2 separate regions of the Sus scrofa genome follow, and region 2 is linked to region 1. The links are chromatin contacts, called in public HiChIP or PLAC-seq maps. All regions are on one chromosome and are shown on one strand. Each heading gives the region's core, a stretch centred on a gene start, on an enhancer-like site or on the middle of the called end of the contact. The rest is flanking DNA. Distances are from core to core; before and after follow the strand shown.

Region 1 (5,478 bases), core at 1,011-3,510:
TGTGGTGTAGATCAGAGACTCGGCTCAGATCCCGAGTTGCTGTGGCTGTGGTGTAGGCTGGTGGCTACAACTCCGATTGGACCCCTAGCCTGGGAACCTACATATGCCACAGATACAGCCCTAAAAATGAGAGAAAGATAAAAAAAAAAAAAAAAAAAAAAAAAAGAGTATGGCACTGCAGCAGCATGGGTCGCTGATGTGGCATGAGCTCAATCCCTGGCCCAGGAACTTACTTTTTTTAAATTACTCAATGAATTTTATTACATTTATAGTTGTACAACGATCATCAGACCCAGGAACTTTCTTGAAGATATTCATATATTATTTTAAAAGTACAAAATGGAGTCGTAAAGTCACCAAAAATTAGAACAGTGTGTTTCAATCATGGAGTAATGAGGCTGATTTTTTTCATAAGATTTAGAATTTAGCATAAGACTTAAAATGTGTTTTTTCCTCAGCCAGGAGGAACAGAGTGAGACCAGTCAAGAGTGAGTCATATGACCACTCTTGGACCAAGTTGCCAATGCTGTTTTTCATTTCATGTGTCCTCTAGAAGGGCAAAAGTGGAAAAGCAGAGCCAATTGTGAAAGTTAGCTTTTTCACAGTCAGACCCATACAGTGGCTGTTAAATGCTATTTTAGGACTAGCAATGGGACTTTAGTTCTAATACCTGAAATTCCCCTCTAGCCAACATCTCAAAATGTGTTGAAATTATAGAGCATCAAGAAGTGAATTTCTCCCTGAGTAATTTGACAGGCTAACCTGGTATTTTATTCCCTCAATGACTTTAATTAAAATTATAGTATTCAGGAGTTCTCGTTGTGGCACAGCAGAAACGAACTGGCTAAGTACCATGAGGTTGTGGGTTTGATCCCTGGCCTCGCTCAGTGAGTTAAGGATCTGGTGTTGCTGTGAGCTGTGGTGTAGTTGGGCAGCTACAGCTCCGATTAGACCCCTAGCCTGGGAAGCTCCACATGCCGAGGGTGCAGGCCCTAAAAGGACAAAAAAAAAAAAAAAAAAAAAAATTATAGTATTCATAGGAAAAAAGAATTTGGAGTTAAAAGAATACCATGGAAGGGCAAGTGTTTTTACCGATAGACTTTTAACTGTACTGTGATTGTCCCTTGCTTCAGTGTACTAAGAAAGCTAAGAGCTCATTTAATTTTCTTGTTTGCTTTGCTTTGGTTCAACACAGCCACATTCCCAGGCCATGGTCTGCCCTTAATCAAACATTTGCTGACTTTCCACTTGGTCCTTCCTCTCAGCTGCTAAGTGCATAGATGGTTCACAAGAAATCAGACTTGACTCACATCAAGGAGCTGGTTAAAGGTATGGCTTTTAGAGACTATATGCCATGTCATGCACTACTGCAGCTTGAATAAATTTTTGTAATGCCCAAGATTTATTGCTTGTTTATAATGGGGCCAGAAACTTTGCATGAATTACCTCGTGTAATCTTTAAGACAGTATTGAGTATTATAAGCAATTTTAATTTGCAGATAAGGACACTTAGGCTTAGAAAAGTTATGAAACTTGCCTAAGGAGTCAAAGGGATACATAGCTGTATATTTGCCCCTGCTGAGTAATCTCGGTTTGGGGGACTCCAGTGCCAGAAAGATTCTAAAAAATGCAGCCTTGGCTGAAGGGGTTGGAGAAGGTGTGCTAAGATCGGGTCTCAGAGGCCCAGTCCTAATTTTACCTTCTTGCCCAGGGACAATCTTGACCAGGTCTATCTGGTCACACTTCATGGCGGATAGCTCGCGGCAAGTGCGCAGAGCAAACTTACTTTACACAAGCCAGGGACAGTTTCGGAGAAAGGGGGCTGAGAAATGGAAGACACGGCAACGCTGACGAGGCGGGGGAGTGAGGGGCGGTGTGCCTCCCGGGAGGGTTCACTTTTGTACTGCACGCAGGTTCCAGTCTCTGACGTAAAAAAAGCAACAAGCTGGTGAGAGACCCCGCTGTGCTGTTGGACTGCTAGGCCAGGACCTATCCTTGACCTTGGCAAAGACACACACCTACTTAAAGCCGAGGGGCTGCAGCAGCAAATGCGCGCAGCGCGGCTGCCTGGAACACCCCCGACCCCGTGAAGGATAGGCCAGCGCAGTGCTGGGGGCCTTCGCTACTACCCGCTCCGGCCGCGGGCGCCTCCCAGCCTCGCTTCTAGATAAGCCTGGGAGCGGTTGCTGGGGACGTCATCAGAGCGCAGTCGAGCCTCCAGCCCGCCCCTCGCGTGCCTTCCTCTCTCCTCCCGTCCCGCGACGCGGCCCCGGCGGAGCAGTTGACACACTGAGAGGCGCTCCCACCCCGGCCTGCGCCCGCCGCCCTCCCGACCATGGCGGCTCTCACACTCCTCTCCTCCCGCCTGCGCCTCTGCGCCTCCGCCTACCGCTCCGGGGGCGCCTGGTCCCAGGTAAAGTGCGGGTGCAGAGCAAGGCCACGCGCCGGAAGAACGCGGACGAAACCCGAGGGGTGCCGGCGTTTTCTCCTCTGCCGGCACCCACCTTCTCCAGCCTAGGAGCTTGTATCCCCAGCGCCCTACGCCTTCCTTGCCTCGCTGCTCCTCCGCCTGCCTTGTCAGCTTGGTTCTGCACCAGCTTCCTCGAAGGAACGAGAAGAGGCAAAGAAGCGCGCGGAAAAGGCTGTGCAGGGACAGGGGGACGCCTGGCAGCGCCGCAGTACCTTTCAGGGTTTGCTGGCCTCCTCCCGGGCACGCGCTTGGGAAGGGGCTTGGGAAGGGGCTTGGGAAGCCTGTACCGGCTAGGAGGGCTCCCGGGTTAGGGAGGGGGAGGGGTGAGGCCGCAGGGAATGGGGGATCTCCGTCCAAGGGCGCCTCTAGAGGCCCGGAACCCAGGGTCAGGTTAACCAGCAGTCTACCCGAGTACACCGCCAAGTGGGTGGAACGCCGCGCCCACCATCTCCCCTGCATGGCAGCGCCGCTCCTCGGAGGTTGTAAGGGGAACCCGGACTCGCCGCGAGTTCTACCCCGCCGCGCCCACGAGTCTGGCGGTGGCTTGAGCTCGGGCTTCGGGCGCGGGCACCCCTTCTCCCAAGGCCCTTACGTGGGATCCGCGTTATAGGATTTATGTTTTCAAAGCCTTTATGAAACCCCTTTTTTTCCCCCCCGTCTTCATTGCAAAGTCTTCACAAGTGGTATTCCGAGGCGGAGGTGGTTGCCTGACGTGTTTTTGTTTCTTCTTTGGCTCATAGTCTGTTCCTGCTTTAAGCCCAAGTCCGGGTGCGGTTCCTGACCGGAGCCCTTGGAGGCGAGAACTGGATTAGAGCTCTGGCTACAGCTGTCACCTTGCGAGCCTCTTCTTTTGAAAGGGAAATGTTTTTATTTGGATGAGGTGTTTTTTGTTGTTGTTGTTGGGGCCGCTGCCGTGGCATTTGGGAGGTTCCCAGGCTAGGGGTTTAATCTGCTACGATCCGAGCCGCGCCTGCGACCTACACCACAGCTCTCACGGCAACGCCAGATCCTTAACCCACTGAGCAAGGCCAGGGATCGAACCTGCAACCTCATGGTTCCTAGTCGGATTCGTTAACCACTGCTCCAGACGGGGACCCTCTATTTGGATGAGTTTTGTATGATAGTTCTGAGCTTGAAAGCGTGACTTGCCCACACTTGCCTACTCAGGGGAACTTCTGCCTTGCTCCACTGCTCTTCTGATTTCCCCACATCCACTCTGAGAACAGTGAACTCAAAGCGGAGCCATTAAGCCTGGTAGGTAAGTGCTAAGGGATGATTTAGAACTGAAACAGTTTACTCCTAAATGCCTTTTAGGAAACATATCGATGATCACAGACAGTTTAGGAAATAAAAAGCATTGTTAAAAGCGAACTCTGACCTGAAGGCAGATTGCTGTGGGTGCTGAAACTAATGCAAACCTGGACACAGAGATATCTTTGGACCAAGGTCATTAACATTCCTTCTTTTGGCAGTTCCTTATTTGCCTAAATATAATGTACTCATTTTTGCACCTGAGGTAGATTACTAAACTATTCCTCAGGCCAACAAATTTCTTCTCAGACACTAAGCTGCAGACTATGGGTGTTTCTGTTGTCTCATCTCCCCTTTCAAGTTTGATATAAGGTTCAACTCCAGCTTCTTTTTTTTTTTTTTAATAATTTTTTTTTATTTTCCCACTGTACAGCAAGGGGGTCAGGTTATCCTTACATGTATACATTACAATTACAGTTTTTCCCCCACCCTTTCTTCTGTTGCAACATGAGTATCTAGACAAAGTTCTCAATGCTATTCAGCAGGATCTCCTTGTAAATCTATTCTAAGTTGTGTCTGATAAGCCCAAGCTCCCGATCCCTCCCACTCCCTCCCCCTCCCATCAGGCAGCCACAAGTCTCTTCTCCAAGTCCGTGATTTTCTTTTCTGAGATGTTCATTTGTGCTGGATATTAGATTCCAGTTATAAGTGATATCATATGGTATTTGTCTTTGTCTTTCTGGCTCATTTCACTCAGGATGAGATTCTCTAGTTCCATCCATGTTGCTGCAAATGACATTATGTTGTTCCTTTTTATGGCTGAGTAGCATTCCATTGTGTATATATACCACATCTTCCAAATCCAATCATCTGTCATGGACATTTGGGTTGTTTCTATGTCCTGGCTATTGTGAATAGTGCTGCAGTGAACATGCGCGTGCATGTGTCTCTTTTAAGTAAAGTTTTGTCCGGATAGATGCCCAAGAGTGGGATTGCGGGGTCATATGGAAGTTCTATGTATAGATTTCTAAGGTATCTCCAGACTGTTCTCCACAACTCCAGCTTCTCAGTGTGCCTCCAGCACTTTGCACTTAGGGCTCTTACTACAACGTAAACCCTTAAATCCTCAGCTCTTAACTTTCCTTAACTGTTAACACTGTGTACTTGTTTAACTTTTTGAATGTGATATACATTCATAACCAGATGAAATTTGCAGAGACTGTATTGAATGCCTTATTTTCTCTTTCAATATTACACTCTACCCTGCATAGAATAGACACATTTCATATGTGGATGAGAGAAGCCTGTGGGCAAATTTACATAGTAAGCTTGAGAATGTTAAATATAACTAACAGGTAAAATGAGATAGGTTTTTCTTTCCTTTTTTTTTTCCTTTTTTAAATGACAAACGTATCTGTCAAACTAGTGTTGCATCAGAATTCCTTGGCGGCATTACCATTTCTGTGTTCACCTCCAGAGTATCTGATTTAGTAGGTCCTGCCTGGAGCCTTCTACTTTACATTGATAACTTCCCAGGAGATGTTAAAAATGCTAGTCTGGAGTCCTTCTACACCGCAGGAGTGTTCCAGTCATCTCTTCAGCCGCTAGGCCACTGCTGGGACCTGGGTTATATACCAGGCCTAGCAGTGCGTAAAGGATCCGGTGTTGCCCCCGCTGCAACTTAGATCAAAAATGAGGCCCCTGGGAACCTCCATATGCCACAGAGAGGCAGAAGGAAAAAAAAAATTACAGCCACT
Region 2 (5,478 bases), core at 1,762-4,261, 48 kb before region 1:
ATATTCTTTAAATTTTACTTACAATGTATGAAATTTGGGTCTTTTAATAAAGCAGGTTATATCCAGAACCAACAACATTACATATTTTCAATGTAGCATGATAGGGTTCCAATGTGAACAATCCCTTATAAGTTATATGACCTTTGGTAAATCCATAACCACAATGAACCTCGATTCCACATCCAAAACTCATGGAAGAAACTTCTTATTGGCTGAGGACTGAATAGCTAAACATATGCAGAGAATCCATCACAGAATGCAATACACTATAGTTGGTCAATAACATTAATTCTCTCACCTACATGATATTCAAAAGGGTTAATGTGTTCAGGTGATAACAAAATCTTATTTCTCAGAACCTTAAGAATGGTTTTCTTGCCTGCAAAAGAACCGCTTTCTGAACTCTGGCCATCCTTTTTCTGGATATGGAAAAGTATTTACCATTAACAAAACGATAAGTGTTCTACTAAAGGTAGTAAAATTTTTAAGAAGTTTTACTTCTTGCCATATGAACTATCTATAATTATTCAAATACTCTAGTCAGGTACTAGAGGAAAAACAACAAAATGTGAAAGCTATGAAGGTTTCTATGAAGGAAGTTACTTAACCCCAATTTTTACAAAAGGACACTTAGACTCAAAATTCATGAAAGAAATTAACTTAGACTATTGACTTTAATATAGTCAAATTTAATATCTTCTTTTTAATTCATAAAATTAGATACTTACACTGCCATGTAGTCAAAAAATGAACCAGCAGTGACCTCAAATATAGGCTTTTTTAAGATTTCTAGATCTGGAAGAGACTTCCAGTCAACAGAAGACCAAGAAGGAAGATCCCTCAACAGAAAATATCTCCACAGAATTGGATCTCGTACAGTTTCATTCCAATAGTGACTTGTACTTCCCAGCTGACATAAATCATGAGGTGAAAGAAATGACAAAATATATAGCTGTACATCAATCTGTAATAGAGGTAAGAACAAGTAGGTAAAAGGGATGAATAATTTATCTTAGCAAACAGCTTTTTGATAATAAATTATAAAATAACAAATAATTACATTATACTAGGAGACCAAAGGTGAACTGAACAGTGTTTCATTTTAATAATTAAATCCATCATAATAAGCTACAAAATTAACAAAGACTATTTTATACTAGATAACCAAAGATCGACTTAATAGTCCATGTTTTTAAAAGTTAAATCTGGGAGTTCCCGTCGTGGCGCAGTGGTTAACGAATCCGACTAGGAACCATGAGGTTGCGGGTTCGGTCCCTGCCCTTGCTCAGCGGGTTAACGATCCGGCGTTGCTGTGAGCTGTGGTGTAGGTTGCAGACGCGGCTCGGATCCCGCATTGCTGTGGCTGTGGCGTAGGCTGGTGGCTACAGCTCCGATTCGACCCCTAGCCTGGGAACCTCCATATGCCGCGGGAGCGGCCCAAGAAATAGCAACAACAACAGACAAAAAGACAAAAGACAAAAAAAAAAAAGTTAAATCTGGAGTTCCCATCGTGGCTCAGCGGAAATGAACCTATTATCCAGGAGGACCCAGGTTCCATCCCTGACCTCACTCAGTGGGTTAAGGATCACTTGTTGCTGTGAGCTGTAGTGTAGGTCGCAGACACGGCTCAGATCTGGCATTGCTGTGGTGTAGGCCAGCAGCTACTTAGACCCTTAGCCTGGGAATCTCCATATGCCAAGGGTGTGGCCTAAACCCTCCCCCCCAAAAAGGTTAAATCTATCATCCTTAAGTTAATTTCCTGCCACCCAGACAGAATCATAAATGAACACTTAATTTTTGAGACACTGAAACATTCCTAAAAAACATCTGACGTTCTGGTATTTTTCAAGGAAAATAACCAATTCATTTAATTTCTCCCCATGGATATTTTTTGCCACATCATTTACCTGAATAAATTAATGAAATAATTTATTCTTCAAAACAAAATCTTTATCAAGTGGATAAACTTCCCATTTTACCATTGATCAAAGAGTAAATATGTCAGCAGAGTTCTTCCATAAAATTCCCTTATTTCAAAGAACTTTGGCAAGGAAGAGAATCTGGAGGCAATTTAAGCCTGCAGTTTTCAATTCCTGATGCACATTAGACGGGGTGGTGTCAATAGCCTAGCTGAGATACAGAATTTTAATAATTTCTAAGAATTCCTCCTCTCAGTTTTCCCATCTACCTGAAAAGTTTGACAATAAACGATGCGTGTTATTCTTTTGGCCTGCTGTAACTTGAGGCGCTTGTAACTTATTAGTCATTTGTTTTCAGCTGACCGGCAGGTTTGTTACTTGAAATATACTGTAAGATAAAAGCTGCAAAACCCTCGGAGAGTGCTTTGCGGGACCCCCAGGTGTTTTTGTACAAGGAGCCTGGGAAGATGCTAAGAATACAGATGCTGGATGCTTTCCCACGCTAACCGGAACGTCTGGAACGGATTCCACATTTCCCTAACCTGATGAAGTTTGGGGTGTCCCTGTCCCTGGACCTGTGCCGGGGGTAGAAACCCTGAGGGTGACGTGGCTGGTTACCAGGGCGCCCCTGAAGGTGAGTTTCGCGGCGACCTTAGGCCAGGTGCTTGGCACCAGCGGTCAACACCACGGCCTTTCTTGCTCATCTGCTGCTCCCTTGATGAGACTGCCCGGAATGGTTGTAGGGAGGTGGCGAGACACAGGCCAGGCCCACAGAGGAGACACAGACCAGGCCCACAGAGGACCCCCGAAGCCGCCCAAGCGAGCGCCCCTCCCGGCCCGGCCCTGGGTCCTCCGCGGCCGGCGACCGACGCTCACCGGCAGCCGCGACAACGGATTGCCCTCCTCGTCCGCCTCCTCCGGAGAGGCCCTTGGAGCCGCCCTCTCCTTCCCCACCGACTGCCAGAAGCTCCTCCAGCCGCTGAGGATGGCAGCCTCCAGGCGACCCCAGTCGCTGTGATGCGGCTGAGGAGAACTGCCTCGGCTGCCAGCCTCGCTTCCCGCCATTGCCGTCGGCGCGGTAAGCAACGCACGTCAGCCTTCCGGCTCCCTCGCCCCGCCCCCTTCTCCCCTCCACCTCCCCCGCCTTCCCCGCCTCCCTCCCTCTAGTCCCTCCCAAGCTCCGCCCCCCCGGCCGGTCCATCACCAATCCCACTCTGGTGGAGAAACCTCCACAGCATGGAAGGTAACGGAGAAATGGCCCAATTCGGGGTCTTTCCCGTCTGAGCCTGAGGCTCCCACCAACAGTCATTGCCCCCTTCGCTTTGGGTGCGCTGACCTCTCCCGTTGCTATAAAATCTCTCGCCCTCTGCCCCTTTATTTTACTTCGTTATTTTATCCCAGGTGTTCCCTCTGTTTGGGACCCATTTCCACTTTGCCTGAGGCCTGGATGACTCCTACTTACTCAGTAGATGGCCTTCTTCCACTGTTTGGTGCTTAGTAGCTGTACATAACCTGGTTTAAACTCACTGTCAACCAGCAATTGCTTACAATATCCAGGGCATGCAACCATTCATTCTCTTCGTGAAAATACTCAAATACGGAAATTTCTATATTTTGCAATCAACCTCTGCCCACCGTTGTCTTATTGTCTCAATTGTCAAAATATTCTGACATATAACCAAAAGTCATCCATTAAAATTTAATCCCATTTTTTTAAAGTCTTCAAAAGAGAAGATAGGATCAGTAACTTCATAAAACCATTGAAGCCTTTAAGGATAGTGATAGGCTACAGGAAACATAAGTTGTAAGTATACAAATATTTAAATACATATATTTAACATAATATAGTTCTCTTTGTGGCTTAGCGGTAACCACCCCAACTAGTATCCATGAGGATGTGAGTTCAATCCCTGGCCTCCCTCAGTGGGGTGGGGTAAAGATCCCATGTTGCTCTGAGGTGTAAGTGGAAGACATGGCTTTGATCTGACATTGCTGTGGCTGTGGTGTTGGCCAGCAGCTGCAGCTCTGATTTGACACCTAGCCTGGGAACTTCCATATGCTGTGGGTGTGGCCCTAATAATAATAATAGTAGTAATAATATGTATCAATCTCTCTCTGAATCTCTCTCTCCCTATCTATTGCTATATCCATATATGTATTCCACCTAAGGAGTGCTTAATGCTTAACAATGGACACAACGTTTATAAGCTTGTTATGAGCTTGTATTTACACTTCAAAAGTAAATAAATGGGGATGTAAATGTCAAATAACACCGCATTCCCTTTTTTGGCTCAGCAGTGACAAACCTGACCGGTAACCATGAGGACATGGATTCAATCCCTGGCCTTGCTAGAGCGGGTTAAGGATCTGTCTTGCCATGAGCTGTGGTGTAGGTTGCCGACATCACGCAGATCTGGCAGTTGCTATGGCTGTTACAGCTCCGATTCGACCCCTAGCCTGGGAACTTCCATTTGCCACAGGTGAAGCCTTAAAAAGACTAAATAAATAAATGTCAAATAACAGAAATCCAATAAAGCCTGATAACTGAGGTTGTGACATGTGAATTTTAAAGTTTCATTGCTTATTTACATGCCATTGCAAGGCGCCAACAACCAATCCAATTTCAGGTTTTCTTCAAGGCTGTACTGACAAGAAAAAGAACCATGAATTTATTGGCATTTCTCCTTTCTCTAGGACCAGGAAAGAACACAAGGCCAGGGATCAAACCCACATCCTCATGGATACTAGTTGGGTTCATTAACATTGAGCCACCACAGGAACTCCCAACGTAATCTATTTTTAAATAGGGTATGTGTAATATTTAGATGACTAATATTTGTTAAATGCATCTGACTTGTGAGTTGAGTGAGACCAGAAAGGCAAGAGACCAGAAGCCAAGTCAATCAAACTGATTGGTGAATGTAGAAGTTGGGTACACAGCAGGTATATATACATTTGGAGGAGGCTGGGCTGGGACTGAAAAATTTATGAAAATCAATGGTAGGTTTTCTTCTGAACATACTTATAACAAACACTTGCAATGCCTATCCAGCCAACGATTTCTTCTCTGAAAACTGCTTCCCATTAGAATGGCCAGGACCACTTGAACTTAGAAAAGGGCATTGAGTGCTTGCTCACTGGCCAGAACAAGTTTGTCAGTTATTCTGGTTGATGAGTATTTTATTTTTCAGCATGATGAGGCATGCCAATATACAGAACTGGCCATTAAGTAAAATAATAGTAGTAGCTAACTCTTTTGAACTCTTACCATGTGCTAGGCCCTGAAGAAAGCACTTTGAATATTAACTCTTCAATAACCTGTGAGGCAGGTACTATTATTATCCCTGTGGTAAACAATAGCAAAGCACAGATTGGTTAAATAGTTTATGTGAAGTCACAGTTAGAAATTGGGATTTTATCTCAGGCCTCTGGCTCCAGAACCCATATTCCTTACTGCTAAACAACCCTATTCGAAAGCTTGTGTCCATTCACCAATGTGCGATAAAGCCAATCTATTGACACCAGGTTGTGGTGAAGGAATGTGCAGTGTTTACTGCAG

Evidence for each region. HiChIP or PLAC-seq counts read pairs in DNA pulled down with a chosen protein or histone mark.
Region 2: an H3K27ac HiChIP or PLAC-seq map of alveolar macrophages shows a contact between it and region 1. The contact joins the promoter of FBXO4 here to the promoter of OXCT1 in region 1. A contact is called at or near these places in 2 of 47 Hi-C or Micro-C datasets (epiblast stem cells and psoas muscle) and 1 of 2 datasets of contacts at active chromatin or transcription factors (alveolar macrophages).

What each region holds. Positions count from the first base shown.
Region 1 is chr16:26,656,521-26,661,998 of Sscrofa11.1, reverse strand. It overlaps OXCT1 (3-oxoacid CoA-transferase 1), which reads left to right and starts at 2,260. Exons shown (of 17, transcript NM_213938.1): 1 at 2,260-2,413. The coding sequence starts at 2,336. LOC106505880 (a long non-coding RNA gene) reads right to left here and starts at 3,204. Exons shown (of 3, transcript XR_001300716.2): 1 at 2,683-3,204.
Region 2 is chr16:26,705,010-26,710,487 of Sscrofa11.1, reverse strand. It overlaps FBXO4 (F-box only protein 4), which reads right to left and starts at 3,011. Exons shown (of 8, transcript XR_002339734.1): 1 at 2,796-3,011; 2 at 729-964.